Linked DNA regions of Mus musculus: region 1 is linked to region 2. A link is a contact called in public HiChIP or PLAC-seq data. All regions are on one chromosome and are shown on one strand. The core of a region is the stretch at or near the end of the contact, and the rest is flanking DNA. Distances in the headings are between cores, read along the strand shown.

Region 1 (6,222 bases), core at 2,573-5,072, 120 kb before region 2:
ACGAGAGAGAGAGAGAGCAGCATCTTTGAGTGAAATATTCTAGGACTACTTCCTTGGGATCATTAAACAGAGAGAGCAGTGATCTATAAGGAGAGCCATAGCTGCATCTCAGGCTGGTAGTTGAACTTGATAATGTGTAAGATTTTTCTACATGTTACTGATGTTTGTGGCATTCGAGCTTTAATACTGAAGGGGTTATAAAGAGCAGCTGAGGCTTGCAGTGTGAGAGGCAAGGAGAGGCCACTGGGGAAGGTGTAGCTTCAGTTGCAGTGGAGACCCCAGTATATTGGAATTGCTAGGACTCCGGATGACAAGGACAGAGGCATATGTGGAGTGGACCTCACTTGCCTAGGAGACAAGCTGTGTGTGCTGTGGTGGCAGAGCTAGAGAAGTATAGCTGCCCAAGCCCTTTGGAGCCCAGGTATCACAACGAAGTGAGTTCCAGACATGGCACAGTGCGTTGTTTATGCTGTTGGACTTTTGCTTTGCTTTGATTGTGATGGTGCCTCGATTCTTTTATTTTGTAGATTCCCCCAGTTAAGACTGGATTTTTAGAGAGACTTTGGAGTTTTAAAGAGCCTGAGTTTTCTAGAGTGTTGAAAGTTTTAAAGACTGTGGGACTTTTAAAGTTATACAAATATTAACATGATATCTTGGAGACAAGAAAGAAAAGTTGATGGTTTAATAGTGATGTATCTCTGTGTTACGTTGACCAAGGGCCAGCTGTGTTGGTTAGATTTTGTGAAGCTGACAGAAGCTAGAGTCATCTAAGAAGGAACCTCAACAGAGAAAATGCCTCCATCAGATTTGCCTGTAGGGAAGCTTTTGGGCATTTCTTTGATTAACAAGGAAGTACCCAGGTCACTGTGAATGGGCTCTGGGCTAGTGCTCCTGGGCTGTATAAGAAAGCAGACTGGTAAAGTAAGCCTGCACGCTGTACTCTTTCATGGTCTCTGCTTTAGATCCTGCCTCCAGGTTCCTGCCTTGAATTCCTGCCTTGACTTCCCCTGCTGATGGACTGAGTTTGGGAGTTAGATGATGAGATAGTTCCATCATAGTTTTTTTTACCACAACAATGGAAAGCAAATGAGGACAGAAGTTTAATCTTTAAGTATCAGGAGAGTTGATGCCTTCGGACAAAGAAACCATTCCAGGCACCTCAGCATTCATGATCGCCTTTGGATTCTGAACATGCTACTTCAATCTCTGCCTTCATTTTCACTGGGTTTTCTCTCTATGGGTCTCTGAATTGTTTATTTATTTTCGTCTCTTGAGGATACTTTCAATTGGATTTAGAGCCAACCTAATCCTGGATAATCTTGTCAAGAAATCCTTACTATAATTATGTCTGCCAAGACCCCAAATCCTAATAAGGTTACATCTTGATGTTGGGGTTGCCATAGCTTTGGTGTGGAAGCATAGCTGAGCACACTATATATGGTTTGTGTTTATTGATAAATTACTCAACTGGTATCTTGATTATGAGGTGTGAGAGACTTGCAGATTTAACTTTTGACATTGTAACATGATGTTATCATCTACAATGTTCATACTTAAGAACCATGTAATTGAGTTTTAAAAAACAACACACACACATACACATCATACACATTTACATACCATACACACATACTATACATGCACACATCTCACACACACACAGCATAAACACATACATGATACCTCATGCACGCATTGCCCACCTCTCATGTTTTAAGGAAGTTTATGTGTTGGGTTACATTCATAGTTATCCTTGATTGCATGGGGTTCATGGGCTGCTAGTTGGGCAGCCCTGGGGAGAAGTGTCTCTCAAGTGAGTCTTTGGTCTCAGTGTGTTAACTAATAATCCTGCTGTTTGTGCTTGAACACTAAAAGCTGCTGCCAGAGTCTCTGGAAGATAGTGGTGGGTGGTGTTGCTTAGAGGATGCTGGAGTTCCTGACCAGGTGTTCTAGACACCCTCAGGCACCTTCATGCCCTGGTAAAAGCAGCTTCTCACCACATTGACCTCATCTTTAACTGAATGTTAAGAAGTCTCATGATAACTTACCAGTTGTGAAGACCAATGGCTTCATGGCTCACTGTACAAACCATTTTCTCTGCTTGGTATGTGACTATTTGCCTGCTCATTTTTCTAAGCTCAGGTTGAAGTTTCCCAGTTTCTTTTACCCTGACCCAAAATGTGCCTCATCTTTCCAAACCCCACAGTACTCTTACTCTAAAGGGCTTATCTCTATGCAATGTGATCTTTATTTTTTCTACCTCTTACCTTGAATTCCTGGGTTTTCCTTCTTTTAATCTTCAGCTTCTTACCCAGCTTAAGAATATGTTACAAGTTCAATAAATATTTATCAACAATTGTCATGGAAATATTAAAACTACCATGAGCTATGAATGGCTCAGAATGACCATTACCAGAAATTAAACAATAACAAATGCTAGTGAAGATGTGAATTTGTGAACACCTTTTATACGTTGTTGTTGGTTTTATGCACTATTGATGGGGATGTAAATAGTACAACCACTATAAAAAAGAAAATGGAGGCTTCTCCAAAGAAGATGAAGGAGGGGGAGGAGGAAGAGGAGGAGGAGAAAAGAAGGAAAAGGAGAAGGAGAAAGAAGAAGAAGAAGAAGAAGAAGAACAAGAAGAACAAGAACAAGAAGAAGAAGAAGAAGAACAAGAACAAGAAGAACAAGAAGAAGAACAATAAGAAGAACAAGAAGAAGAAGGAGGAGGAGGGGGAGGAGGAGGAGGAGGAGAAGAAGAAGAAGAAGGAGAAGGAGAAGAACAAGAAGAAGAACAAGAAGAAGAACAAGAACAAGAAGAACAAGAAGAAGAACAAGAAGAAGAACAAGAAGAACAAGAAGAAGAACAAGAAGAAGAAAAGAAGAAGAAATAACTACAAATACCAGATGGGGAAAATGGTTCAGTTGGAAACTACTTACTGTGCAAGTGTGAAGACCTCAGCTCAGATCCCCAGTCACTGTATAAAATGTCTGGTCTGGTGAGTGGCACACACCTGAAATCCTAGCATGGGGGAGGTGGAGACAGGAGGATCACTGTAGCTCACTGGCTTGATAATCTTGTTGAATCAATGACCTCCAGGTTTAGTGAGAAACCCTGTCTCCCCAAAACTATGTTGGAGCGCTGTAGAGGAAGACATACATCATTGGCCTCTGGATTACATACTCATGCACACACAAAGTAAAACTACAATACGAGCCAGCCACCCCACTTCTGAATATGAAATCCATCACTGCCGTTTCTCCTTTATCGAAAGAAGCAACATTAATAATGCTAAGCTGGGCGTGGTGGCACACGCCTTTAATCCCAGCACTTAGGAGGCAGAGGCAGGCGGATTTCTGAGTTTGAGGCCAGCCTGGTCTACAGACTGAGTTCCAGGACAGCCAGGGCTATACAGAGAAACCCTGTCTTGAAAACAAACAAACAAACAAACAAACAAACAGCAACAACAACCCCCCAATAGAAAAACAAACAAACAAACAACAACAATAACCCCCCAAAATAATACCTAAAATGTGGACTGAATTTCCACATCCATTAGTTGACAGACAGATAAGGAGAGTATAGCATTGATGCATAACACTAGTCAGACAAAAGGCTGAAATCCTGACATTTGCAACAATATAAAATAAAGTTAGAAACGTTTAAATAAAATAAGCCAGGCATACAAAAAATAAGTGCCACGTACTCTTACTTACATGTGGAAGCTAAACGGCTGTTCTTAGAGAAATAGAGAGCAGAGTGGTGGTTACCAGAGTCTAGGAGGGGAGGAGGAAGGGCGAGATGTTAAGAGGATGGTTACCAAATGCAGTTGCATAGAAGAGATAACATCTAATGTTCTCAGCACAGTGAGATCACTGTGGTCAACAACAACTAACTGATTATTTCACGGTAGCTAGTAGAAAAGGTTTTGACTATCCCTAACACAGAGAAACAATAAATGTAGGAAAGGATGGAGGTGGCAATGGCTCCAATCTGATTTCCAAACTCTGGATCCATGCACAGAAAAGGTCACACTGTGTTCTACAAGTGTGTACAAAAGTATCAATTATAACAGAAGATAGTTAAAGATGATTACTAATATTTGGCTCAGTGGCCACGATGCCTTTGGTCCAATCCCCAGAAACCCCACCCCCCAATTGAATAATTAGCTTGCAATAAATGCACTCAAATACTTTGTAGGTGGGAATGCTTCCCCATGGTATCTAGCAAAGAAAACCATCCAGGAGAGAGAATGAGAGAAGGAACTGGGTACCCATGCCTGATGGTTTGGTAAAAATGGCCCCATAAGACCATACGGAGTGGCAGTATTAGGAGGTGTGGTCTTGTTGAAGTGGGTGTGGCTTTGCTGGAGAAAGTATGTCACTAGGGAGTGGGCTTCGAGGTCTCAGAAGTTCAAGCCCAGGCTTAGTGGCTCACAGTCACATGAAGACCTGCTACCTGCAGATCAAGAGGTTGACCTCTCAGCTCCTTCTCTAGCACCATGCCTGCCTGCACGCTGCCATGCTTCCTGTCATGATGATAATGAACTAAACCTCTGAACTGTAAGCCAGCCCCAATTAAATGTTTTCCTTTATAAGGGTTGCTGCGGTGATGGTGTCTCTTCACAGCAGTAGAAACCCTAGCTATGACATCACACATTGCTAGTAGAATACATTTTTTTTCCTTTCCTCTAAGTAACGACTTTCTTTCAATCATGTCCCTTTAGAGCAGCTCAACCTCCCAGTGCTGAGTGGCCTTGTTGATCTAAGAGAGAGATCTCATTTCCTTGCCAGTGATTGGCTCAAGAATGGACTTGTCAATCAGTTGTGGTCCACGACAAAGGAAAACTTGTGAGAAATATCCCCTTGTTCCTGAGGAGAGCAGAAATAGATGCTTTCTCCTCTTCCTTAGAGTCTCATCAGGTCTGGAGAGGATACCTGGAAAGATCAATGTTATCTTGGCATAGTCAGACTCAGGATGATGGTCAGAGCTTGAGTCTGTGGAGACTTGGTGGGACCCCAGCCTGTCTGCCCTCCTCTCCCACTAGAGGCTGTGATCGTACCAAACAACACATCTTCCTGTTGCTGAAGGCTGTTCAGTCGTGGCCCTGGAACTTAAGACTGAAGGCAGTCCAACAGCATAGGGCCTGAGTTCAGCAACTTCTTAGCTTAACTGAAAGGCTGTGTCTCTTGCAAGTCTGGTCCTGTACTGGGATCTAGGAGCATGAACTATGGTGTCCTCTGGCCTGGTACTCGTAAGCTTGAGCTGGCTTCATCTATTTGACTATACCCCTCAGATGGCAGAAAGTAAGGCTCTTTCTCCAGATGATTAAGTAAAGCCTGGTTACGAACTGTCTGAGGGAAAAGATAGAAAGCCACAGGGCAGAGCTAGAAACACGTCTGCTATTATGCTATACCCTTCACCTGCCTGGTACTTATGAGTAAGTTGCTCTCTTTGAACCTTGTCAAACATTCTAGATGGATAGGTGGGAGATCAGACACATAAAAATGTGAAACCATAAGGAGATGAAAAGAGATTATGTATGCTTTTATTTTTTAATTTAATTTTAGTTTTTAAAATGTATTTTTCATTTTTTATGTACATGCTTGTGTATCTGTTTATCTGCCATGAATATGTGGGTGTCCTTAGGGGCCAGAAGAGGGTATTGAGTCTCCTGGAGCTAGAGTTTCAGGTGGTCGTGAGGGTTTCAGCCCTCTGGGAAAGCAGTGAGTGCTCTTAACTGCTGAGCCATCTCTGCAGCCCACAAAAGCTTTTAAAACTAATTTATGGCTGAAAAAGAGCCAGCACACAACACAAATCACAGCAGTCATTAAGTAAGAGATTAAAAATTTAGCTACATTAAAAAAAAAAAGACCCTCTCTGTGTGCAAAATGACCATAAGCAAAGTGAAGAGTCAATGCTAACAGAGAAGCAGACATGTGGCTCATGGCTACATAATCAGTAAGGAAGAGACCCAATCCCGGGATATTATATCCTGCTTGACAACTTGGCGTAACTATCGGATTACAAATAACACTGGTTCTGCAGCTTGATTTGTAGGCTTTATTGATAAGATCTATCTCATATGTTGATGCCAATCCTATTAAATTACTTGTACATGTCTATAACTAGAAATCACTTAGGTATGAAGTGAATTATGATGGCATTGTTGGAATGATCATCAATATGGAGAATGGTTGTTCGGAGGACCGTGCTA
Region 2 (6,478 bases), core at 2,437-4,936:
ATAATACATTAAAAACAATACAATACCATACCTAAAACAGTAGGCAAACAAAGTAGGTTTGTTTAGAATGAGAAAAAATAAAAGAATTCCACATTCTAAAAAGTCAAGTTGTATCCTCAGCGTGGGGAGAGTCAGAAACAGTTCTATAAAGTGGAAAGACCTGCTTTAAATACTTCCGAGATACTTCTTGCCTTTGGCTTGACAGTTCTTAATCACATCATTTGACAGTGGCTTTGTAATGTAATTTTCCACAGAGTAAAAAGAAAGTAACTTAATCTCTCTTGTAGCTTGCTAATTTAAACATTTGAAAATAGCTAGTTAAGAACAGTTCTTTGCTGCCTGTGCTGGCACACGCCTTTTGTCCCAGCTTTTGTGAGGCAGAGCTAGGTGGAGCTACAAAGTAAGTTCCAGAACAGCCAAGACTTAACAGTGAAAGCCCATCAACAAACAAACAACCCACGATGACAACAAAAATACTTTCTTTCAGCACCGTATTGAAAATGATACTGCGTATTGTATGTTTTCGTTTTCTTTTCCAGCTTCTGTTTTATTTGTGTTCTGGTTTTTTTGTTTTGTTTTGTTTTGTTTTGTTTTCTGTGACAGGGTGTTAGGATTTAGTGGGGGTGGGGTGGTACCTTGGCGGGTCTAGGGCAAGGTATGCCTTAACCTAGTGCAACAGAGATCGCTCCATGCAACAGATCTAATGCTAGAGGTTTATTGGGGGAGGGGGAGAGGAAAAGGCCATCTTAGAGTTTGGATATCTTGAGTGAGAGATAGAAACAAACGGGCATACAGAGAGAGAGAGAGACCAGGAAGGGGGGGGGGGCTGTGATATAGAGAGGGACTTTTTAAAGGGCATGTAGCATAGGAAAGTAAGCAATGCGTAGTTGATGATGGGAATGTGCCACAGGTGATGGCAACAAGCTGCTGGCATTGAGTCCCTGGAAGTCAGGCTGGTGGAGCACACAGGGTCTCAGGATGTAGCAGAAGCCAGGCTTAGTTAGAATTGAGATCCCTCTGGCTTTAACTGCCCCAATACTACAGTTACAGATTTTCTTTTTCTTATACAAGTTACAAAGTTCGGTAGAGTTTTTTTCTTGGGGGACCTATATATTTTAGGTTCACTTTACTGTGCACATCTATCCATCTATCCATCCATCCATCCATCCATCCATCCATCCACCCATCCATCCCTCCTTCCACACATCCATCTATCCATCCCTCCTTCCACACATCCATCCATCCATCCATCCCTCCTTCCACACATCCATCCACCCATCCATCCATCCATCCCTCCTTCCACACATCCATCCATCCATCCACACATCCATTCATCTGTCCATCCATCTAGGGCCAGGCTTTATAAAATTGTTCATACTGAACTGTAGTCTGTGGTTTTGCACCTTGCACCCAAAGGTCAGGACATCCAGTGACTCAGAGATGAAAAGTGAACAAGACCTCAAGAGGGAATCATTTCTGTGACCAGCAACTGGAATGAAGGAGACAGGTCTGGGTGTGTCTCCAGACGGCACATTTGTAGAAGTGGAGAAATTTTCCGCTACTTCCATTTTTACCCTGAGAGAAGGAGATGTCAGGAGCAGAATCCCAGAGTTAGCAAATAAAAATATAGGATATAGTAAATTTCATGTGGGTCATCTACTAAAAAGGTATTCACTGTTGTCTGAAACTCACATTTAATTGGGGTGTCCTGAATTTTATCTCACAATCCTAGGAACCTCTTGAAGAGAGAAGGAAAACCCTCACACTGTGTGAGAGCTAACCAAACACTCAGAAGTTAGAAAACAGAAAACCCAGTGGAGAGAGGGCTTTGTAATGAAATTCGGGTTCTTGGGTGTGGGCTTGCACATGGCCTGTGACTTCAGAAACAAGGGCACAGGCACAGGATTGAAGAGCAACTCAAGCAGTTTCTCTCCTTTTTTATCCTCCCCACTTGTGCCTTCAAGAGAACCCAGACAGAAATTTGTAAAAGAAAGATGTACTGATTATGGATTGGAATCCCAATCACAGAATGTGTTAGCATAAGAATATTTCATTCCACACTTCTCAAATATGCCATAATGTATTCCCCCAAAGCAATAAATCCTGTGCTGCAGGAGCGAATTATAAGCAAATGATAGATGCTGGCGCTTCCCTCTCTAAAGAGGCACAGAACAGATAATTCAAAAAGAACAGATTTTATTGGAACGTCAATAGTTTTCATGACACAGATACTTAAACTCCCCGTTTTCAACACACCCGTATAAAGAAAGTGATGAAAAGTTTTGTTTTTTTAAGGAAAAGATAATTTGACAGATGGAGTCTTTTTATGGGATCAGTGGAAGTGATAAAATTGAATAAATTACCAAGATTTTATCTCCCTTCCTGTAATTCTCCCTAAAGATTTAGCGGTGGCAGATTGAATCAACTAGGAAATAAATTTTCAAGTTTATAATGTGTCTAAAACAGAAATTAAAGACCAACTTCTAGCCTTTTCCAGGGCGTTATGCCTTTCAGCGACCTGCCCGAGTTCATCAAATGGACTTGCACCACAAAAGTTACCAGAAACGTTGCAGAAATTCCACAGATGGTTCACTGTCTATTATTATTGGTAGTGCCAAGAATACGTACAAATTATCGCGAACTTTAAAAAAATGGGGCAACTTAAAAACAAAGAACAACATTTTAAATAAAATTGTTTATCGTGAGGCTGGATTAGATTTTTAATCAAATTGAAGCCAGCCTTTTGGTTCACAGCATGACTCTTAGGCTATTAGAGTCATGTGGTCATGCTCCATGGCAGCATCTGTACTGGTGAGGTGGGGGACTGGAGTTAGAGACTCCTTGATAGGCAGAGAGGTAGGGGGCCAAGACTAGGTGATCAAGATGTAAACTTTCAAGATGACAGCCTCTTCCTCATTCTCAGACTTGAGACAAAGAAAAGCTGTGTAAGTTTTCACCTCCCACCAGCTGGCCCCTGCTGATGGACTCACACAACGAGTTCAAGGTGAGATGAGGACGTGTTACACAACAGATGTGAGCCAGTCAGCCATCTTGTCTTTCTTTAAACTTGACCAACCCTAAATTATAAGAGGAAGACCTTCAGAGACTTTAAGACCTCCCAGCCTTCAAGAAGCTCTCTGCTTCTCAGAGGTTCTTTTGCAAGGTGTGTTTGCTACGCGCATGTGTTTCCTCACCCCTAATTAAAAACCCTTTCTTCCCCTGCTGAGTCTGTCAGTTCCTGTTCGCCCTTTGATTTCCCCAGCCACATCTGGGTGCTCAAGATTTCCCTGCCCTTTAATGCTTTAACGGACAGAGACGATGATCCTGATAAAGACCCACAGAGGGAAGCACCAGGTGATAGTGGGCTGTTTTATTGGCAGGGCGAGCGCGCCTTACTTTAAGAGAAATAATGATAGAACAGTTGTCCTTTCTTCTCATACAATATCCTAGCAGCGCTTGTGCCTCGGTCCATTTTCTATTGCTAGAACAAAATGCTGGAAGCTGGGGATTTTATAAAGAAAGATTATTTTGCTCACAACTTTAGAGGCTAAACGTCTAGGATTCTGGCGAGGGCCTCCCGGAGGGGTGAATCACAAGAGCCAGGGTGCATATAAAGAGAGTATATGATGAGACTGGAAGCCAGAGAGGTTGTAGGGAAAAGCTCTGGGGCTCTAATGGGCCTCTGAGAACAGCGTTAGTCACTTCAAAGGGCAGCTTCCCCCAGGATCTTTCACACTTGATCTTAGCCAAAAGGCCGAGAAGCGATCCCAGGATCTTTCACTACTCCTTCCTTTCTCAAGCCTCTATTAACTCAAAACTGCCACTCTGAGAGCCAACCTTCTACCATGTGAGTCTTGGATGAAACACCTAAATCAAAGTAGCTCTCCTTAGCAGAAACAGGAGGGAGTGGTGGGAATGCAAAGTTTGTCAGATCCCTTACCCCCTCAGAGAGAGGTGAGAACCTTGAGACCCAGAGACAGGAAATGACTTCAAATAGCTCTCACCAACTGAGTGGCAGACTCAGAACTGGAGTTACGGTGATTAGCAGTGAACCAGCAAAGGCTGGCAGAATCGCCAAGGACTGGGCACAAGTCAGCCTGCACTGTTGCTTCTATACTGGCTTTCATTGCACTCTAAAATCAGATTTATGCAGGGCATGGTGGTTGCATGCACTCAAGAGGCAGAGGCAGGTGGCTGGTTATGAGTTCTAAATCATCCTGGTCTACATAACGAGTTCCAGAGCAGCCAAGTCTACATAGCAAGATCCTGTGTTGGAAAAAAACCAACCAACCAACCAAACTACCCTAGCTATACATTGGCAATGCTTAACTACATGCGCTTTGTCTTTTGTGGTAGATCATGTCCTATAGTCGCAGGTTTGTAGATCTACTTCACGGATTTTACTGCATCTATTAATAACAAGACATGGTAAGAAGGGTATAAAATGAGAGCTGTTGTGTGAAAAAATTTATTAATTTTTTAAAAATAAAAGCAGAAAGCCAACTCTTGCTTTCTGCTATAGTTCCTGTTGTTACACCATCTCCTCACTTGTAAATATTTCCCTTTGTCCATGTCTACAAACTCTCTATCATTGGTGAGAAAATCATGAGATTAAGAGTCTAATGAATTATGCAGCAATATATGCAGCAGTTTGAAGCAGGCTCACTTTCATCTCTAAATTGTAGAAGATTGTTATAGAAATATTTAATCTGCCCCACCTTTGAGTGTTCAGTTCCCGAATAAAAGACACACAACCTTTATATTTTTAATTAGCACTAGTGCTTGGCAGATGTCTACCCTCTATGCTATTAGAATATACTTTCTTATCAATAACCCTGAGTTATTAGTTACTATGTTCCATCTGGTTTGCCCCCAACTCCAATTGGCCAATCCTCATGGCTATGACTTTAACATTCTTACCCCAGGACATCTCTTCCTCTCTACACTTTCTTCTCTTTACTTCTTGATTCTACTCAAAAATTCCTTCTCAATTCTGCCCAGCTATAGTCTGTAGGCCTTTGTATGCACCAATCTGGAATAACTTTGGGGGCAAGATCACATAGTGTCATTTGGGCCTAGCAGTCTCTCTGGGGGCAATCAGGCCTTAGGGGTCAATATTAACATTACAATACAAGCTCTTGAGACCAACCCATTTCAGTAGATAAAGTTGTTATCGATGTTGTTTAGTTCTTTATGAGTTACAGTTTCATTGTATAGCCTGAAACTCAATATTTAGTCCAGGCCTCCAAGTTGTCCTGGTTAGTTTTTTGTCAACGTGACACAAACTAGAGATCTCTGAGAAAAGAAGCCTCAGGTGAGAAAATGCCTCAGTTTGGCTTGTAGGCAACTCTGCAGGGTATTTTCTTGATTAATGTTTGATGTGAGAGAGCACAACCCACTGGGAGTACGGTTAGCATTTTTTTATTATTATTATTTTTTTTTGTCTAAGATGCCCCACAGTTACCTGGCAGCACTGGCAGTTAGGGACACTGGGAAACTACCATCTAATACCAGATTTAGGGAGAAGTCTAGTAGGGTCTGACACTGAGGTAGGAAGGAAAAGGAAGTAGAACATGGGGGCAGGATATAGCTGCAGTAAAGGGATTGGGGATAGGATAGTGACGGGGTTAGTGCTCCAGGTGTGCTCTGCCCCACACTAACCTGGCAACAGCCAGGTGTGCCTGACTCACTATAGAAGGGGCTGCTTGCCCCCTCCTCTCTCTCTCTCTTGCTCTTGCCTTCCTGCTCCCGTTCTCTCTCCAATCTCTTACCCACTCTCTCTCCACGTGCTCATGGCCAGCCTCTACTCTTCTGGTCCCTCAGGGGGAAGGGATGCTACAGCATGGGCCCACTGAGGCACCCTCTTCCCCCATACCTGACTACACCTCCATAGAACATATCCCCCCTCCCTTTATCTTTTTATAAACACATCAAGCACTGCCCCCATAGGAAGGCACTCCTGGTTGAGAGAAGCAAGCCAGTAAACACCACTCCTTCGCAGTCTCTGCATCAGCTCCTGCCTCTAGGTTCCTGCCCTGAGTTCTGGCCCTGACTTTCTGATGGACTATAGACTGTAAGCTGAAATAAATCCTTTTTTTCCTCCACGTTGTTTTTGGTCCTGCGACACAAGTATTGGGCTAACCATAGATCAACCACCATGCCTGGCCTTATGTGTAGTTCCAAGTTCCAGCCTCCACAAATGCTGACATTACCGTTTTGTGTGGTATGCCTAGCTTTTCCCATGGGGGCTGGGAATAGAACTCAGGCGTTCATGTTTGTGAATTGTGAAAAACTTTTCTTCCCCCCAATAAAGTGTGGTTATCCACCGAGAATCAATGAGAAGAGTCGATATTCTGTACTGGCTTCTGAATTAACCAATCCTGAGTAGATTATGAAGGTTGGAACCCAGCTAATGAGGAGCAGCCCAGCTTCTCTTGGGTAGTTTGGATCATAGTGGAACCTTCTTTAAAAACGGAAA

Evidence for each region. HiChIP or PLAC-seq counts read pairs in DNA pulled down with a chosen protein or histone mark.
Region 1: a contact with region 2 is called in an H3K4me3 HiChIP or PLAC-seq map of the SCID.adh cell line, with 10 read pairs. The contact joins two enhancer-like sites. A contact is called at or near these places in 4 of 39 promoter capture datasets (embryonic stem cells, frontonasal cranial neural crest, liver and 1 more), 9 of 484 Hi-C or Micro-C datasets (3T3-L1-derived adipocytes, the C2C12 cell line, LSK cells and 4 more), 4 of 115 datasets of contacts at active chromatin or transcription factors (the SCID.adh cell line, T-cell acute lymphoblastic leukemia, double positive thymocytes and 1 more) and 1 of 9 other capture datasets (embryonic stem cells).

Annotation. Positions count from the first base shown.
Region 1 is chr12:54,341,286-54,347,507 of GRCm38.p6, reverse strand. No RefSeq gene overlaps it. Among named protein-coding and RNA genes, the nearest start is that of Gm35895, 6.4 kb to the left of the region's middle. Within about 2 kb of position 3,822, at least 5 of the 459 cell types and tissues checked have an H3K27ac peak or open chromatin away from gene starts, as enhancers often do. A contact at or near this core is called in the SCID.adh cell line, where this site is marked.
Region 2 is chr12:54,219,054-54,225,531 of GRCm38.p6, reverse strand. No RefSeq gene overlaps it. Among named protein-coding and RNA genes, the nearest start is that of 1700104L18Rik, 11 kb to the left of the region's middle. Within about 2 kb of position 3,686, at least 16 of the 459 cell types and tissues checked have an H3K27ac peak or open chromatin away from gene starts, as enhancers often do. A contact at or near this core is called in the SCID.adh cell line, where this site is marked.